2 separate regions of the Lactuca sativa genome follow, and region 1 is linked to region 2. A link is a contact called in public Hi-C data. All regions are on one chromosome and are shown on one strand. Each heading gives the region's core, a stretch centred on a gene start, on an enhancer-like site or on the middle of the called end of the contact. The rest is flanking DNA. Distances are from core to core; before and after follow the strand shown. Region 1 holds the start of LOC111911900 (calcium-binding protein CP1). Region 2 holds the start of LOC111911937 (transcription factor bHLH148).

Region 1 (2,702 bases), core at 36-2,535, 160 kb before region 2:
TATTGAGTTTTTCCGCATACACACGACTCTACATGCATTATTATATAAAAAAGATAGGAGAATAATTTTGTAAAAGAATAGCAATTCCTAAAAATGTAAAGAAAAAATATTTAGAACATATACAAAACCAATATATGAACTAATTAAAAAAAAACTTAATTTTAAAAAACTTATAAAACAAATTTAAAAAGTTTGTAAAATATGTTGGATCAAATTCTTAAGAAAACATAAAACTAATTGAAATAGGAAAAAACATAATACAAATTTGTAAAAAAAAAGCCATAACTTGTTGGTAATATTTATATAAATATAGAATATCTACATTGACTATTGACAATCATTTTTTTTTTTCCATGGAGTGGCGTAAGCACTTTGTGGAGCCTTCTGCTCTCGCAACGATGTCGACATGGAGGTTTTTAAGAATCTCTCCGGTCAAAGGGATAGTTGTTATTTCGTCTCCCGTCTAATTTTACACCCTTTATCATCTCAGATTGCATTTCGTGATATTCAGTCCCTCATCATATTTGAAAAAAAAGAACACACCTTATTATAACATAACTATACTAGGGATTTGGTTATTTTGTGATAAGTTTTGAGTTTATTATAGATGTAGTTAATATCATACTTTCTAGGTACGTTTAAGTGCTAAGATTGTTTGATAATTGTCGATTAAGTTAGATTTGATTAAGTCCATATCGGATTGGAATTCAACTTCTTACCAAACCTAACAATATGCATATTAGAGGTTATATGATGGAATTAGAAACTTCTAATTGTGATATCAAATAGTTTGAATTTGACCCAGTCAGATTTACTTCTTATTATATCCAATAAAAAATATATCAAATAGTTCCTTATTATTATTATTATTATTATTATTATTATTATTATTATTATTATAACATTTGGGTTCAACAAGTTAATTTGTTGTTGAAATATTGTAAATATATATTATTGTTAACCAAATTATATGCAATTGCTTCATTGTTTGATGAAAAGAGGATAACATTTTAAAATTTGAAACACACCGTCTAATAAAACATTTGACACAGTATATATTAAAATACTTCAAAAATACATGGAATATAAATCTTGACTGAAATGTGTAGATATAATATGTATTTAACTCTATATAACGATAAATGAGAAAGTAGAGGGTACAAAAGCATACAAATATAAACTTTATGGACCAAAACCAAATAGCTAATAATCACAAATCACGCGCTATTTTGAGCCCTATAAATACATCAACTTCGTTTCCAAAATCCTCTGGCGAGCGATTTTTTCATTCGTAATTCTAAATCGCAAAATCGCCAAAAAAAAAAGGAGAGCGCACCTTAGCTATGTGTCCTACCGGAACTTCCCTACCACCGTCGAGAAAACCCGCCGATTTACGATCGGCATTTGATGTCCTCGACGTTGACCGTGATGGAAAGATCAGCCACGATGATCTAAAACGTTTTTACGCGGACGCAGGCGACGAGATCATCGGAACGATGATGAAGGTGGCCGATTTGAACAAGGACGGCTACGTCGAATACGAAGAGTTCGAGAACGTTCTGAGGACAAATAAGAACGGAATTAGCAGCTGCGTAATGGAGGATGTGTTTAATGATATGGACAGAGACGGCGACGGAAAAGTAGGTCACGGAGACCTCCGGAGTTATCTTCGGTCGGCGGGAATTGAAGTCAACGACGATGATATCAAGGCGATGGTTAGTTTAGGCTCCGGAGATGATGATAACGACGGTGTAACGTTCGAAGGATTTCTTAAGATATTGGCGATTTGATGATTTGAAATGCTTAGGGTTTCGCCGCATTGGTTAAGGTGCCATTTCTTCTTCTGGACGTTTTTGTTTTGTTTCTATCAACTGTAAATTGAAATTGTGGATTACAAGTTCAGGATTTTTGTGTTCATGAAATCAAATCAAAGTTTGTGAAGATGAATCGCAGATTTTGATCTTGATTTAGAATTTAGGTTCCATTCATGAAGTCATATTTGTTGTAATTGGAAATTGAATTTCAAATATAGACGATTCGCTTTCATTTCTTCTTGATATTATTATGATTATTATTGCATGATAATTGAACAACGATTTTAAAAATTCCTATTGAAATGCAATACGATTGCTCGAACCTTACAAAACGCCAAAACGTGTTGTTAAATTTTGACAAAGTGCTAACTTCAGATCATATCAATAGCATATGTGACCCAAATTATAAACTAATTGTTTATATTTGTTAATTTAATGAAATCTACTTAAAACCTATTATAATTGATAAAATAACGAAGACAATTGTAAGAAATAACATGTTTTACTCTTTGTTACATATAAACACATTTAACCTCTTAACCAAATTTTAGAAATCTTTCTACATATAAATACATTTCCTTTTCATTCTCCCACCTATACGTGATTGCATGAAAGCCATTTAACCTCTTAACCAATCCTTCAACCACCATACTTGGTGATTAATTTCCCATTCATCTAAAGCACCTTTTGGACGTTTGACATACCAAAATGAAGGTACATGGAACCCCAATATATAATCATTTACCTATTTTGAGAATGTTTTAAAATTTTCTGTTAAAAAAATAAGAAAAACCTATTTTTTAACCAATTTTACAAAGGCTTGGATTTCAGCTGCCGAAGACCCATCAAAAGAAATGCTCAAATGGGATATAATTTTTGGGATACCGT
Region 2 (2,700 bases), core at 188-2,687:
TATATACGTTAATTTGTATAATTTTTATTTTCACTTTTTATACAATATTACATAAAAGTTGATTAAGATTTGTTAATCATTTATAACAAAGTCATAAATATATTAAAAATTAGTTTGTAGTTTTAAAAAATCAATTTGTTTAGATTTTAGTTTATTTTAATAGTCTGCAGATGTTAAAAAAACAAACAGTCTTCTTTTTTCAGACTGCAGACGTTTGGTCCACCTCTTCTGCTGTAGAGTTCTACAGATATGGTCTGCAAACTGCAGATATTTTGCCTTAAAAAACAAACTACACCTAAGATTTTGATCCCATTTTAGATAACATTCAAAAATAACAATTTACAATCTAAACCTAAAGTTTGATTTAATTTTTAGCCTGTGGTATATAGGTTTCTATATAGTAAAAAACTCTCTTCCAAAATATGATTAAAATGTTATGTTCTTTATACATTATGCAAAAAATATTTTATTTGTATAAAAACAATAGTTTGACCACTTTTATGGAAATTATCTAATTCTTTTGTTGCCGGATTATAAACTTATAAATAGAATAAAAAGACAAATAAACAAAAATAAATAATAAATACGATTTTTGAATTAAATTATAAGATACAAAATATTATCTAAAAAGTAAAAAAGAAATATCAAAATTTTAGGTTTTACTTCGAAATAACCCTACAATATTCGGAATTTTATTTAATTAATTTACAAAAAGAAGCAGATGATTACAAATCTTTATTCCTGACCATAAACACATATTAAACTTATAATATATATAATCAAATAAAATAGTGGATTAAGTATCACTTATTTTGTTAAATAATCGTTTATAAAGAGCACATTACAATTTAGATATTTAATCAGTAATTAAATCTTTTAAGATTATTTTCACATTAAGGCTATAGTCGATATAGTAACTAAAAAACTACCTGATAATTCAAAATATAGCTGTTAGCCGAACAAAAATTAGTTGATAAATCAGATGAAATATATAAAATCACATTTACAAGAATATATTTTTTATAACTAATTAAAAATATATTTAAAAAATTTAAAAAATTTTGAAAACTAATCTAAATGGGTTTTTAAAAAAATAAGTAACTTATAATCCATTTTTTATTTAACAAACATGACTACTTAAAAAATAAATTATTAACTTTTGTAAAGGGAGTATTAGAATGAAAAAAAAAAAAAAAGAAGAAGTTAAAAAGAGGGCATAGCAATGGTGGGGGATAACGGAAACATAACAGAGTTGACGTAGTGGGTTGAGGAAGTGTAACGGCGAGATGGGGCCCATGTGGACCATATCACCACCACGATGGCACGAACATTATAAAGAAACAAACAAAAACAATGAGGGATAAAAATGGAAAATAATAAAACTGAAAGGGGTAAAACAAAAAAATACAAGAGCTTTAAAACGAACGTGAGAGAAACAGAGAGAGAAAGAAAGGAGAACGGGCCAAGGCGTGCTTCTCTGTGAATCCTCCTCTCTCTCTTCTAACTTTCTTTTTCTCTCACTCACAAATACGCACCAAACAATAGTTATTAGTTGAGATTCTTTTCGAATTGCATATGCAAATCGAGAACGATTCATCTGAAGCTGTGAATTGATCAGAGAAAAGAATTTAGATCAGCTTTTCTTCTTCAAGGTATAAATCATCGATTGTTGTTTAATGTTTATCGATTCCGTGAGAAATTTGTTTATTATCTGTTGATTTGTTATTTGTGTAATCGATGTAGATATTTCTTAGAAGTTTTTATCGGTTTTGTATTCGATTTGGATTACCAATGAAATGCGTAGTTTGTTGTTTACACAGAGAACATGTATGTCTGCTTCCTGATTCGAATTATTGATTCTTGTTTCTGACACGATTGAGTTGAATCTGCAGGTACTGTTTTCGGATTCTCTGGCTATTGATCCGTCCTGAGAAATAATTCCAACGGTTTCTTTTGGTGATGGCGTCGTCGACGTTGATTTCGGATCCGGTAACGAACAACATCGAAAGAGCACGTGATTCATCGAAGAGAAGAAAGAAGAAGAGAATCCATAGGCAATCTACTGGCGATCAGACGATTGAGAACTCGAGTAACAATAACAACCAGATTATTTCATGGAAATCCGAAGCTCAGCAACAAGTATACAGCTCAAAACTCCTGCAAGCGCTCCGCAATGTCCGGATCAACTCCGGCACGTCTCCGCCTTCTGCTCCTCGCCGTGGACGCGCCGTTCGTGAAGCGGCCGACCGAGTCCTTGCAGTAACAGCGAAAGGTCGGAGTCGATGGAGCCGTGCGATTCTCACGAACAAAATCAAGCTTAAGTTTATGAAGAATAACAGAAGACAGAGAGGGACCGCTGTCACAGCAACAGGTAATAGCCGGTTAAAAAAGCCGCGAGTGAGTATTTTAAAGCTGAAGACAAAAAATCTACCGGCAGTGCAAAGGAAAACACGTGTTCTCGGCCGGTTGGTTCCCGGTTGTCGGAAACAACCGTTGCCGGTTGTATTGGAAGAAGCAACTGATTATATAGCCGCTCTTGAGATGCAAGTTAAAGCCATGGCTGCCCTCGCCGACCTTCTCTCCGGCGGCTCCAGTTCGACTTCCGGCCCCGGCACCGGCGCTATGATTCTAAGTCAGCTCAGTCTTAGGCAGCCACCACAGAGCTTGTAATATCCACTCTCTTTCTTCTTCCTTCTTCCT

What was found. Hi-C and Micro-C count contacts between places; a contact is called where the count stands out from the background.
Region 1: a contact with region 2 is called in a Hi-C map of leaf, with 9 times the contacts expected there. The contact joins the promoter of LOC111911900 here to the promoter of LOC111911937 in region 2. A contact is called at or near these places in 2 of 4 Hi-C or Micro-C datasets (leaf and seed).

The regions. Positions count from the first base shown.
Region 1 is chr1:50,569,858-50,572,559 of Lsat_Salinas_v11, reverse strand. It overlaps LOC111911900 (calcium-binding protein CP1), which reads left to right and starts at 1,285. Exons shown (of 1, transcript XM_023907650.2): 1 at 1,285-2,046. The coding sequence starts at 1,344. The coding sequence ends at 1,790.
Region 2 is chr1:50,413,552-50,416,251 of Lsat_Salinas_v11, reverse strand. It overlaps LOC111911937 (transcription factor bHLH148), which reads left to right and starts at 1,437. Exons shown (of 2, transcript XM_023907704.3): 1 at 1,437-1,652; 2 at 1,893-2,700. The coding sequence starts at 1,960. The coding sequence ends at 2,670.